Linked DNA regions of Anas platyrhynchos: region 2 is linked to region 1. A link is a contact called in public Hi-C data. All regions are on one chromosome and are shown on one strand. Each heading gives the region's core, a stretch centred on a gene start, on an enhancer-like site or on the middle of the called end of the contact. The rest is flanking DNA. Distances are from core to core; before and after follow the strand shown. Region 1 has its middle 270 kb from the start of SEMA3D. Region 2 overlaps SEMA3D (semaphorin 3D).

What was found. Hi-C and Micro-C count contacts between places; a contact is called where the count stands out from the background.
Region 2: a contact with region 1 is called in a Hi-C map of subcutaneous adipose tissue, with 4 times the contacts expected there. The contact joins two enhancer-like sites. A contact is called at or near these places in 2 of 8 Hi-C or Micro-C datasets (F5 follicle and subcutaneous adipose tissue).

What each region holds. Positions count from the first base shown.
Region 1 is chr1:8,390,707-8,398,242 of IASCAAS_PekinDuck_T2T, forward strand. No RefSeq gene overlaps it. Among named protein-coding and RNA genes, the nearest start is that of SEMA3D, 270 kb to the right of the region's middle. Within about 2 kb of position 3,420, at least 1 of the 8 cell types and tissues checked has an H3K27ac peak or open chromatin away from gene starts, as enhancers often do. A contact at or near this core is called in subcutaneous adipose tissue, where this site is marked.
Region 2 is chr1:8,771,755-8,778,706 of IASCAAS_PekinDuck_T2T, forward strand. All of the region lies in intron 11 of SEMA3D (semaphorin 3D), which reads left to right. Among named protein-coding and RNA genes, the nearest start is that of SEMA3D, 110 kb to the left of the region's middle. Within about 2 kb of position 1,722, at least 1 of the 8 cell types and tissues checked has an H3K27ac peak or open chromatin away from gene starts, as enhancers often do. A contact at or near this core is called in subcutaneous adipose tissue, where this site is marked.

The DNA.
Region 1 (7,536 bases), core at 2,170-4,669:
ACTAGTATGGTCAGATCATGCTCTACTTTATTACCCGAACAGCTTGACTTTTATAGCAAACTTAACAGGGGCGGATAGTGTCTCACACAAGATTGTTGGTCAAAAACTCTCAGACAAACAACTGCAAGAAAACAAGCCCACCTGCAAGAAAACACCCCCCTTGTGATTAGCAGTCACGTAGACCTTGTCCTTGAAGCCAGCTGCTGGCAACAATATTTTTTAATTCCTCAATCGTGTGTGTGGGAACGTAGATCATGGGAACTTCTCATACTCATCTTGGCAATTTGGTTTGCTCAGAGGAAGCAAGTCATAGCCTCCTTGCTATCTCAAGAATCCCTCAACACCTGCCTAACACAGCTATGGGATATCTGTGTCCTTCTACTGTAGCCTGACTCTTGGCTACTGGGATATGAAGACTTTCACTGAAAAATCAAGTCCTTGCTGAGGCTGCTGGATCTGCATTAGTAATCTGTTTAACCACAAAGCAGCTTCCACACAAGGGACTGCCAATTTGCCTTGGTGTTTTTAGTTTGGAGGATTGCTTCTGGTAAAGTATATTAATCTATACTACATGCTTGAAACAATAGTAGGCCCTAAACTCTTCAGCTTTGAAGTAGTCTTGCAACCCTATTAGCTTCTAGATGAAGCTAAAGTTTCTATTTACTGAATAGCTAGATATCAATTGCTCAATGTTTACCCATCTGTGCCTGATTTATCCATCAGTTCATGAAGACACACTTTACATGTTGGTGTTATAAGGCAGGAGAAGATCTGAGCCTGCAGACGTGGTGTGGGCTTTCTAGTTCAAAACCATTAAGCCCTGAATTGTACTGCATAATACATTCCCTGTGCAAGTACAGCTCCACAAAGAATCTTTTTTTTTTTTTTTTTTTTTTTTGACTTCATACACTTGACACCATCTCAGATACTGGTTCAGCAACAGAAGAGGCTGCAGGGAGACTGAACATGTTCAGGTTGTGCATCTTGGCCTGCCAAGAGGTAGAGATCACAGAATCACAGAATCACAGAATCATTTAGGTTGGAAGAGACCTCTGGGATCACCTAGTCCAACACCTGACCTAACACTAATGTGATGGATCTTTCATGTTCACATTTAAATTGTATTTTCTAGCCTGTGCTGTTATTATGAGATGAAAGCAACACTTGCATAACATCAAACATTTAAAAGTTGGGAAAGAAAAGACTTTAATTCCCACACTTTTCCAGAGCTGTTTTCATCCTTGTTTTTACCGGTTTACAATTGCTTCTCCTCCATCTGTTCCAGTGGTATTTCTCAATGTAGGATTTCTTTTGTGTACAGTACTTACTTCCACTTAGCTATTACCTTTAGGCTAGACATTTCCCTAAGGCTAGGGGAAGAAGCAAAGGCTTCACGTCTGGAATGCATAAGTAAACAAACCCTAACTGTTGTAATTTTCAGGAATCCAGTGAAACAGTAAAAACAGCTTTGAAATAAATGTTGGCATCCAGATCTTATTGAAAAATAAGGATTTACCCTAAAAAGGCTTTACCAATACAAGAAAGCACTTTTGAGACCAATAATAGAATACCTTATGATCCTGTGGTAAAGACAAGGCTGTGGAAACTACCAGTATTGTTCTCTATGCTGGATTGAATCAGTCTTCTTGTATCAAACTTCCCAGAGTTACCCAAAGTACCAATCCATACAGCATTCTTGAGCTCAACTTTTATGGTTTATTAATAGGTCTGTCACTAGATGGTTGAGCCAGTATTGTAGATGTTAGTAAAAATCCAAAAGATATTCCCCACCTGGGAATAAGAAATATATCTATTTTCCCTGCAAAGGACAATGAATTTGCAAGGGGACTGTGCAGAAACAAGAGTGAAGACAGTTATGAACAGTGATCAAGCAGCTTATTTATTATGTTTTGTTGCTGTCCAGTACAATATCATCATGTCCTGGGTGGTTCACTCGTTTTTTATTCCACCAATTATGTCTATCTGTTAAACTCAAGATGTTGTAAAGATTATCTAGACAATATCTCTCTTTGTGTCCAGCATCCACTATAACAGATTTTTTGCCATTAGGTATAAGTTCTCATTATTCATATCAGAGTTAGTCACTATGGCTGTCTGAAGATCAAGAGTGAGATGTAGCAGGTCTCACTAACTAGAATGTTAGAAGGATTCAACATAAAATTATGCACAGATTTCTCTTTTGAAATAGGTGGACGTCTAAAGCACAGTTTTCTTGTTATGATATACATCATACTTTAAAAGTCATACTTTCCTACTTAGATATGGACACGACATAGCCTCCAACCCTGAATAGTCAGCATACTGAGAATAATGCAAAGATTCATTTTAACCACTAGATGGTAGCAAGACCTCACACCCGCAGAAAAGCAGACTGCACAGTTCAGTTTGCCAAAACCAAACAGAACTAATAGAACTAATTTAAAGAAACGAAAAACAAAGTGAGTGATATCAACCACTAAACATTATGATCTCTGCAAGGATCATAATGAACACAAAAATTAGGACCTTCAAATGTTGTCCACTATTGTTTGTCATATTGGCTGCCTCCTCTACATTCATAGTGTTCAGAAAAACAGTGGTAAATACATAAATAGACAATACTAATTTTAAAGTTTAGAATTCCTATGTAACTTTTAAGAGACATAATATTTCACTGGTAAAAGCAAATATCCATACATTTTATTAAGCCTCCCCTACAATTCATTGGGAATGTCTCCTGAAGTGTCTCTTGAATGTATGTCTCTTGAAAGTGACTATTCCTGATTTAAAGTACATTGTATTGGCTGCTCATGGTGTCTTGGTTTCAGTTGGTATAGAGTTAATTTTCTTCCTAGTAGTAGGCATGGTGCTGTGTTTTTGACTGAAGGATGAAAATAATGCTGATAATGCACTGATGTTTTAGTCGTTACTGAGAAGTGCATATACTGAGTCAAAGCCTTTTGGCTTCTTATACCACCCTGCCAGAAAGCAGGTTGGGGGTGCACAAGAATCTGGAAGGGGACACAGCCAGGACAGCTGACCCAGACTAGCCAAAAAAAAAAATAATTCCATACCACATGACATCATGTTGAACAACAGAACTGGGAAGAGTTGGCTGGGGGGTGAGGACTGCTGTTGCTTGGGAACTGGTTAGGCATCGGTTGGTGGGTGGTGAACAATTGCCTTGTGCATCATTCTTAGATGTAATGAAATATAGACCATCCTCAGATAGAATGACCAAAGGAAGAACCAGAGGAATCATGTTCTATGTAGAAGCATCTCAGCACTCTCCAGTGACAGATCTAAAGTATATGAAGAATTGGCTTTCTTAATTTTTAGGCCTATTTACAAAGTACTGCAACATCTGCCAGATTTTATGATTTGGCTAGTGGAGACAAACATGATGTTCTAAGTAGGAAGGCTGAGGAAAAAAGTATACACAAATACTTTGGCTTGAAAGGCCAGAGCATAGCTTTAAGTGATTGCAACAGTATCTCTGGTGTGAAGCTTTTGGCTGTTTCTGAAATCAATTATACTATATCTGAACTCCCAGAAAGCATTGCTTTTTAAAAAATATGTGCTTTTTAAAAAATAATAATAATTAAAAAAAAAAAAAGTGATGAATTTATCCCTCTTCCAATCTTCTGTCTTCAGGATGATGTTAAAAAAAATCTATTTGCAGCATAAAGTATTGCAAGAGTTTGTACGTGCCTGCATGTTACAGTAACAACCATTCTTCGGGGTCAAATGAAGGATTTATCAGTACTGCTAAAATGCTTTACCTTTCTTTCTATATCTCTGAATAGAACATGTCAGGAGTGCTTTGTCTTAAAGATGATAACCAAGAAAAACACTTCAGAAAAAATACATTTCATGTGGGCTTATTTATTTTATTTTATTTTATTTTATTTTATTTTATTTTATTTTATTTTATTTTATTTTATTTTGCACTATGAAAATCCGGGGGTTGATTTTGTCCCCATTCAAAAAATGAAAAAAAAAATCTTTTTGGAATCTCTAATTCTCCCAGGAAAAAATTAACCTATATACTTCATCATGAATCGCTTTTGGGCTTTTTGCCTTATCATGCTCAGGAAAAAATGACCAAGCCACAGCACTGGATCTCCCTGGACTTTTGCTAGCTTTCAGTCTCCTCTCTGGTCTCCTGGACAACAACAACATACCTTGTACTGCTGTCTGTAGCCAGTTTTGAAAATATCTATTGATTTAGCTTTTTAAGCAAATTATTAAATATTTTTCTTTGCTATAACTGTGGTCTATAAAAATGAGATCTTGTGTTTACATAGTTTGATGCTACAGACATACAAGAACCTAATTAAAGAGTAAATTAATCTTCCAGTTTTTAAAGGTTTGTTCCATCCACAGGGCAGTTTTGGAAAGGTAGCTATGTGGGAGCTTTATAGCAGCATTTGCAGGGGCACATTAAAGAAGGGCCAGTCAGCTGGATCTGTTGAACAAACATCACAGGCCTGATAAAAAGTCAGGGTCCCCAGGACTAGCAATGTCTTTTCCTACCCTTCCATTCAGAGACAGAAACCAGATCAGAAGAGAACATGTGGAACCCATGTGTGTTTACAAGCTAGTTGGGGACTACATCAGTGTTTTGCCCTCTTGCATGCTGGATGTCAGGGTGTTATCTTTCCCTTGAACTTCTAAGTAATTATCTTTTTCTTGGGGTTAGGGCTTTTACAGGGAGAAAACAACAACAACAACAACAACAATAATAATCTCTCATCACCATCCTACTGCGGTTAAAATATGTGCTATGATTGTTTGTACCACTTCATTTACAGCTCTGTTAGTTCTTCTGCATATGCATATGCAAAGAACATTCCTTTATCATAGATACATTTTCACTTAAGCTTCAACCACTTAGCTCCTGATTAAGCTCTTAATTACCTGGTTAAGTGAAGGAGGTTGAAACCATAAAGTTTTAGTGAATCATGACCTAAATTTATTGCATGTTTCCTTGTTTTAAAAGCTCAAATTTTAACAGCTTGTAGTAAGATACCTGAAAAGGAGTACCAGCAGTCAGGAGACAAAAGCCCCTGCTGTTGACATTTAGGAGAGAATCAAAGATCTTCATGTAGATAAACTATTCTGTATTTTAGAGCTAAAACTCCTCCTGCATGGGTAAGCATGTGAAGATATACTTTTTCAAGGCAATTTGTCCCTTTAAAAATGCTATTTATACAATGTAATTATAAGTGCATAGTCACTGACTGATGGTGCTCAGTTTTGGACATAGACAACCCATGTCTGGGAGACCTACATGTAGGAACAGTGTTAGTGGGGCACACATAAAATGTTGGACTCACAGATGTGATTGTGTCTGGACCGTCAGGCTAAGATCTACCTCACATTCAGTGCACTAATTTGAAAGTGTCAGTTTTTTAATAATAGAATTAGAGACCAGTAAAAACAGTCATTAAAAGAGTAGATCTGGTGCTTCTAAATGAACTAAGACTAGATAGGCTTCACACATTGGTTTTAGCAGTCAAGGCAAGGAAGCTTGTTTCTTATTCCTCACACTATGAAGTTAAACCAGACTTTAGCAGAATTAATCTTATGTTAGACTCCGTAAGCAATTCCTTCTCTTATTTCCTTAAACTCCCCCTGGACTGGTTCTGTCCCTGTCCTTCTTGTGTTGGGGCCTCAGAGCTGAACACAGTACTACAAAAATGAAGAGAAAGTATCTTTACATTTCATGCCCTGACATTGTAATTACCCAAGATTAATCTAGTTGTGGAATGTTCAATGTGAAAGAAATGGATGAATCTGTGCTATTTTCCTATCACAATGATGTGGCTTTAGGGTCTTTTAGGATACAGGTAAACTCATACGTAGCAGAAGAGAGACTTAGTATTTGGATGATTATGTGGCATTAGTCTCCATTTCAAGTAAATAATGCCACTTCACAAGGGGAAAGAAAAATAAACTTGTAATCAGCTATGTCTTTAGTCTAATCAGCTATCACATGCTTTTTAAATTTCTCTTTCCTTTAGCTTTTACTGCTGTTTTTATTCTTCCAGTGACTATCGTGTCACTTTTTCAATTCTGAACACACAAGTAGGATCACTTATGTTAATAATGTCCTTGTATTAGTGTCTAGTTGAAATCATTTTCAATGTTCTCAAGTCCTGTTGAAATCATTTTCAATGTTCTCAAGTCTTATTAACTACAGCAGCAATTACAGGAATTATTTGAAATCAAAATTTCCTGAAAAATCCCAGGACGCTCTGATTATCTTAGAAAAAGGTAATACTGAATACTAAGCAGTGAGGAACCTCTACCGCAGTAGTCCCTAGCCAATGTTTAATCACGTTAAAACTGTGAGTATTTCTGGCCAGTTCTATTGCACGACCAGAGAAAAAAGATCTTTGTTTCTTTATTTTGGATTTCTCATTCTCTGTTCCTCATGATAAAGTAACCATCATACACTGTAGATGTACTTTCAATGGACTTCCACAAAGATGTGTCTTGTAGCACACAATAATCTTTACCTGTGGAGAGATAAAGAGGCTGGGAAGCACAATTTATGAGTTATTTTTTAATGGAAAATTAATCAGGAAAGTGTGCTTTGACTGGAATACTAAATAAACTTTATTGGCAGGGGAAAGATTTGTATTTCCAAAAATAACAGGTCCATTCTAAATGACTGAGTTTCTTGTCAGTGTCTTCTCATGAACATGCAGGTCTTGGTTTCAGCCAGGACAGAGTTAATGTTCCTCCTAGTAGCTGGTATGGTGCTGTGTCTTAGGTTTAGGATGAGAATAATGTTAATAACACACCGATATTTAGTTGTTGCAGTTCTTACACAGAGTCAAGGACTTAGTTTCTTGTACCACCCTGAGAGTGAGGAGGCCAAGGGTGCACAAGAAGCTGGAAGGGGACACAGCCAGGACAGCTGACCCAAATTGGCCAAAGTGATATCCCATATATCGTGATGCTGTGCTCAACAATAAATATGGAGGAGTTGGCTAGGGGGATTGGGGCTGCTGCTATTGGGGTCTGGGTAAGCATTGTGAAAAATTGCATTGTGCACCGCTTGTTTTTTATACTCTTTTATCATTATTATTACTATTATTTGTCCTTCCTTTCCTATCCTATTAAACTGTCTTTATTACAACCCATGAGTTTTACCTTTTTTTTTTTTTTTAAATTTTATTCTTTCTCCATCCCACTTGGGTAGAGTGAACAAATGGCTGTGTGGTTATGAGCTGCCCGTCAGGTTCAACCACAGCAATGCTATAATGGGTAGTTAAACTCATAAGATATGCAGGTCATGCAACCTGAGCCTTGGAAGAGGAAGGAAATGAGGAAGGAAAAAAAGAGGAAGGACACTGAAGAAGAAGATCCTTTCCTGACAAATATTACTTTTTAATAAGTCTGAAAACTGAGATGCTTTCCAAGTTGCTGGGAGGAGGTGGGGAGAGACTGGGTGGAAAAGAGAGTGGGGAGGGTGTCAAGTGAGGGGGAACAGTCTCAAACTAATAAAAAAAATGTTCTTCTAGA
Region 2 (6,952 bases), core at 472-2,971, 380 kb after region 1:
GCTTCAAGCCATATTATCTTGCTCATTTACCTCTTTCTTTTTTTTTTTTTTTCCACACTCTTTCTTGTATCTTTGTGTTTTCTTCATCATCCAGTGGATCCAGTGGATCCAACTGTTTGGTCCATTACCTTGCTCCCTGTTGCATTTGGTCATCTTTAGCTTCAGCAGGTCATGCCATGTGCTCTGATTATCTCCTCTCAGAACTGTAGGCGGGTGGGAAAGGAAAGCTTTCCATAAACAGTAAGGCAGCTCCAGCCTAAGATCTGCGCTGCTGGAGCAAATAAGCTCCTAATTTAGACACTGCAGGATTACACATCTCTCTCTCATGCAGAATATATGGTGCCCCCAGAAAAGAAGACTACATTTAATTCTTTTACTATTATTATTATTTTAGCATGCGCAGCTCTGGTTAAGAAGTGCAGATACGTTTAGTTTTAAGTACAAAAATGGTGCCTGTGAGAACAATAGCTGGTCCCATGGTATCTAAAGAGATTAAAATAACTCTCTTGAAAACCTCACAGTGCCCCATAAGGATGAACACTCTGCACAGATAGATGGGTCATAAGCTCATTGCATTTTTGAGTGTATTAGCCATCACATGGTTGAGCTGGGATTCACAAGGAAGGAAACATGTCAAGCTGAAGCATGTCAATGCTGATCTTTATCACTGATTTGAATATCTATACTCAAAAGTATTTTAAAAGTTGGAAAGTTTAAAGTAAATGGATATTTTCCATGAGCAACCCCTTCACTCTCTAACTGCTTCCTTTAAACACCTGATAACAGCCGTGAGAAAATGGTCTGGTAAAAATCCTTAGGAACTCTGTACCCAGTGGATTTCTGTAGGAGTTTGTCTGATCAGGAGCTGAGAAGGGAAGTGGAATTTTACTGAAGAAAGTTCTCTAAAGGGAGATATCTGTAATATTTACTATGTAGATAAGGTAAACATATTGCTGCATACTTATTTATCATTAGTCTTACAGAGCTGGAATAGGCTTGGATTACAACATACTTCGGGCTTGGTAGTTTAAAATAGAGTACCCAAATAAGAGGTGGATTCACACCTTGCTCTAATCCTGAAGTGGACTAGGCCAAATTTCTGGATCTGAGCAGATTTAGGGTGGGATCTGGAAGGGCAGTGCAGGGCTCAAAGACAAGGAAAAGAAGCAGCATGTTACATGCCCACAGAATGCTGCAGTGTGTCTGTATGCTGAAATGTTCTTCTATAAAGATTAATTTCACCATTTCTTGCCAACTATGGGGTGATTCAGGAATGCACAGAACAAAGCCAAAGAGGGATAATCTGTCCAGTTTTTAGTTACTAGAGCATTTTTGAAATTTAAGCTGTACTTAAGTGTTGCATAAAGCTTAGCATAGCCAAAACTGCCCTAATCTTATATTTCTTATATTTTAAGTTATTGGCAAAGTCTAAAAATGGCAGTACTAGGAAATCCATTTACTTTGATGTTTGTCTTTGCGAGAGGCATTGACTTCCTTTTCAGCATTTACACAGAAGCAAGAGACTGCTTACCCTAACTTAACTTTTTGCTCAGCTGCCTTTATCTCCTAAGTAAATAAAGCTGTTCACTATAGAGGCTGTGACCGCTTTGATATTGAAATTTTGACAAAATGCTTCCTGTGGCAATTTGTGTTGGAGATAAACTCCCAGCATGACCATGATATCATACCTTGGCAATGCTGAGCATCATGAGGGCGATGCAGTGGGGTCTGCCTGCCCTCTGGCGTCCTGCGAGACCCTGGCCAGGCTGACTTGTGATCAGATGCTGCAAAGCATGCAGCATTTCTACTCCAATTTCTCCCAGCAGTATTAAAGAGCAAGTGGAAATGGTGGAAATTAAATGGAAGCAAGGCTTGAAATCTATTTCAGTTTGGAAGATGAAGGAAAAAAAAAAAAAGAAAAAAAAAAAGAGAGAGAGGAGAATCAAGCAGCAGGCAGCCTGGTACAAAGGGCTATTTGAAAACCAAGAAAGCTTTTTCTTTTTCTTCTTTAGATGCCTAAACAATTGGACTTGCATATCTGCAGCTGCCCCCAGATAACAAGTCCAGTTTTCTTCCAGTCTTTTAGGGTTTCATCCAGAAAATTATCCTTTGATAAAGAAATCCTCAAGGACTTCCTTTAAAATGTATTCTGTGTTCTGAACCAGAATTTTCATAATGCCCTCCTAGTAATCACAGAAGACTTTTGAACAAGATTTATCTGTGAATTAGAAGAAAACAGCAGTTCTAGTTTATTTATATAACTGTAACTATTGCACCGAGACCAGCTTTTGAGAGGAACATCAGTGTTTAAAGATGCAGATTAATACATAGTCTGGTATGTCATAGGGCCCAGGTATTTAACTGCTATTCAAAGCGAAACTGAATACAATGTATCTAGATTTCTAGATCAGCAAAGCATATTGCAGTTTAATTGACTTCTTTGCTACAAGAAACAGCCCAGCACAGAAGTCACTGCTTTTCTCCATTTGTGGTGTTATATCTCACCTCTTTCCACTCCAGATCTGAATACCAATATATGGTTCTGAGCTTCTGTATTCTTTATGGTTCTCTCTCTCTCTTTCTTTCTCTCTCTTTTTTTTTTTTTTTTTTTTTTTTTTTTCTAATAAGTTCCTTTACCCTCAGATCTTTCTGTGATCTTCCTCAATTTTTCTTTTCTTTCTCAGTTGGTTTTTCTTCCTTTCTTTAGTGAAATCCCTTTATTTCTTCTGCTAATACATTGCAAAGCCTCATTGAGATGTGGTGTCCATCCCATTGTGACTTGGCTGAGCCACAGAGAAATACTGTCTGGCAAAAGCCTCCTCCTGTCCTCACGTCTGGTTAATTTTCCTGCTTTAATAAGCATGTTCATAAAACACTGAGGGTTGCACAGGTTTCCTTTGTTATTTTTAGACTTATCTTTCTCTTTACCTGATCTTTTATGGGATAGGCTGCATTCTTTGCTTCTCCAATTCCTCTCTCCTTTGATCTTCCCACTGTAAATGGGGCTGCTTAATTAAGTGAAATGTTTCACTTTATAGGTTTATTTTCCTGAGAAAGCCTCCCCCACCTTCTCCTACGTACCAACATGTTCTCCCCAACATGAATCACCTCTCAATTCATAGCAGCCTTTCAAAAGGCTGCGAACCCAGTCACCTTTCCAGTGTGCTGAGGTCGGCAGAAAATTGCAAAGTGCCACATACAAAGTCAAGTTCACTCACCTAGCTGATCTCAGATTGTTAACCTCACATTAATGTTCACTTATGTCAGCCTTTGCTAACAGCAACACAGGTGTGTTAAATGGAAAAGCAATACAAGGGGTTCAAGACAGACATTAGAACAAACCTTATACATCGAGTGGAATACAGTCTATAGCTAAAAAAATTAATAATAAAAAAATAAAAATGTTAGGGATCCTATTTGTGTGAGTGTGCATGTGTTTGTGTGTGTGTGCGTATTTAGGGGGGTGTAGTGAGATTAGACGTTGATTTAATTTAAAATTTTGGCTGTATCTGTGTCCAGCAGAACCTAACTCAATATGCTGTCCCCCATCTTCTTTCAGGCTTAAGCTGCAAGGTTGTTGTGAACATCTTTACAAGATGGACAGTCACAGTATGTTCATCCTCTAGAGAAACACTAAAGTTTCAGAGGGGCGTGTCCAAATGTAAAATGTATTGTGAAGCTCTGATCAGACTACAGAAAAGAAGCCAAACCATATTTAGGATACTCAGGAATTGAAGTTCCTTCTCCAGAACAGATTATTACGGAGTCCCTTCCAGCACATTAAGTGCTTAAGCCCCAAGAGTCATCTCTTGGCTGTCATGTAAATCACAGAATATCCAAAAATATAAGTACCCAATATCCTAAGGTTCTTCTGGGCATCATACCAGTTCCTCAGTGCTACATCTCAGTGGCTCAGTCCTCAGAACCTGCATTTCTCATTAAACTTATATGCACATAAAATTCAGTTTGTTGGGTGGGTAGAGGATCCCCTTTTAACACAGAAGTGACTAGCTGTAGGTATTTTTTGTGTTTCTCTGCTTTTTTCTTGATGGTTCACTGATAATGGAACTCATTTGGAGTTTGGAAAGCTCTACCTTGCACAGCAGGAGAATGCTGATTATACAGCCATATTAACTCCTACGTAGTTAAACATTAATTTACTGAGAGCTTGAGCGAAAAGGACAGCGTCAGTATTAGCGCCTGGCTGCAGTTAGTACATTCCCTCCGAGGGAGGGTCTGGTTCTCTAGTTCTTGCTAGAGAACCTAGCAAGAGTAATATAAAATAGAGAGCTTTCCAGTGGAAAACAGATCTTCTCCATTCCTGCTTAACATCTAAGCAATATTCTTTCTACTCTTGGCTAAGCTGAGACCTAATTATCCCATGAAAAGTGAAAACACTTTCAAACAGGAAGGAGGGGGGAGCTCCCAGAATGGCTCTGGTCCATGTGTCTAGAACAAATGGACACCTCTACCAGAAGGGAAGCCCAGGCTAAGGCATCTAATCCCCCAAAATGAGAGAGATTTAAGTAGTATTCCATTCTTTCATGTTTCACACTGGCTACTTGAGATGATCCCATGAGAGTGCCTTGCTGGTCTGGTGCTTAGTACTGCTTGTGAAATGCATGAAAATTTCCAGCCTGGATATTGCAAGATCTCCCCAGCAGATGCCTGCTTCAGTCACTGTTATCAAGTCCCCAAATTTGCACCTAGCCTATGTGTTTGAATCTCATTGTTAAGTGGGTCTAAGGGTAAATGTGACAAGTCTCTTTTAAAACGAGGTTTTTGACACATTTGAAATTGAAACTCTTGTAGTTCATAGGGAGCATCATTGTATTTTAAAATGATCAGCAGACAACAGCACTGCTGAATTAAAGATACATAATAAAATGAAAAGGATTTTTTTTTTACATACCTTAAATTAAAATTCCCAAATAATTGTCGCAGTTTTAATAGGTGTTAGATCCAGCAGCTCTTACTGACTTCACTGGCTGGTGTAAAGCACTATGATTTTGGCAAATTGGATGTTTATTTAGGAGTCTTACTTCTGGCACCAGCTTTTAAAAATCTTGGCCAGGGTTCCCATATAATGTTAACACAGTCACACCATACATCTTAGTATTGTGTGAGATCTACACGTCCAGCACTCTACTAAGTTGTAAATTTAATAAAATGAGAGGAAAAAAGGAAAAAAAAAAAAAAAAAGAAAAAAAAAAGAGAGAGAGAGAGAGAGAGAGACGTGCAGTATTGCTAACTTAAAGCCTACTTGCTTTTATTTGAGAGATTAGCCTTAATTTACCAATTCATGATTGCATTTGGATACAAATAAAAGACGAGGGAATAAGTAAGTATTTTTGCAGATCACCTGGGCTTAGGACTTGGTCCAGGGTCAAAGTGAGCTCATACTGAAGACACTGGAAAGGCTTTAAGTTACTACTGAATTGATTCTTTAAAAGTTCATATAGGGGTATATAGAATGATTGAATAGAGATACTCAACAATTCTAACTCTGTTTCTGTTTTGGAGGCTTGTTTTTGTCTTTTACTTTTCACTTCTGAACATTTAGATAAAGATACCATTTATGACAGTGAACACCTGAAAACTTTGAAGAATAAATTACATGGTGAATATGTTTCCTGCAAGATTCCTACCTAGCAGTACTAATTTTACTAATTTAATTTTTCTTGACTTCATCTATCTAAAAGAAAAGCATCTAATCTGAGCTAGTTGTTTAGACTTCTCTATCAGAAGGAAAGAGACAGTCCGCAGCTCAAACACGGCCAAGATAATTTAGGTCAGGTGAGATGAATCCCATGTCTGTTGCAAAAGCAGAAGCCAATGAGATAGCATAATGATGATACTCTAAGAACTTTTATGGAGCCAGACTCTCTTGTAGACCACATGAAACATCCCTGGCAGTGTATTCCTGTGACATTTGATATAAATGCAAATCTTTTATTGTCTCCAGTGGAAGATGTCACATATCTGAAACAGCATCTGGTGTTGCTGATGTGAATAAATGTGAACCGGACAGAAAACACTGATATCATTATCACATATGACATACACCAGGATAAGAACTCACATTTTCAGAGGTGAAATGCTGCTTCACTTACTTACTTGGCCATAAAGCCTTTATCTCTGTGCAGCCTATTGATTGCTATGAAAGGAAGCACAAACCTACAGGAATTGTTCTGTTATGATGGGTGGATACAGCTTCAAACAGCTGCCTGAGGACTTTGCCAAAGGGTGGCCCAAATGAATTTTTCATTCCCCTGTTCCATCCGTCATGACACAGTTAGTGATGCCTTTGGAAATAGTTCCCTTGGCCAAGCATAACAGGGTCACACCTGCCCAGCTGCTCCTGGTGGTCATGCTGTCTTAGGATGAGATCCAAAGCCTACTGAAATAATTGGAAAAGTTCCTATTGACTCAAGTGGATCTTTGGATCAGACCCTTAGTTCTTGTTTCTACTAAATTAGCTCTGCAAACTGGCAAAGATTTCCCTATATTATGCATGGTAGGGTTTAAGTCTTTGGTAATACTTCAACAGCTTTATAGTTCCATATTGGTAGACATTTTATCCTAGTAATTTTTTAGTAAATGATGCCATTGCTCTCTCATCTTCCCCTGTTGATAAATTTTTGGCAAAAATTTAGGACATTTTTAAGATCTGTGGGTCTACTCCTTTTTTTTTTTTTTTTTTTTTTTTTTTTTTTCCAAATAGAAATGGACTTCTGAGATTGAGCTATGAATAGGTGAGCAATCAGCAAAGTTCCATAAGATGTGACCTGTAACTCAGAGTTAGTGGGTGGTAGTATGGACCACAGAAAATGTACATGTAAGGGAAATCAACCTCTAGTACGCAGTGAGGGGGAAAGTGAATTACTGCATGGTTGGGGATGCAAAGAATATTTTTTTTTTTTTTTTTGTGGTTCTGTATAGATTAAATTGA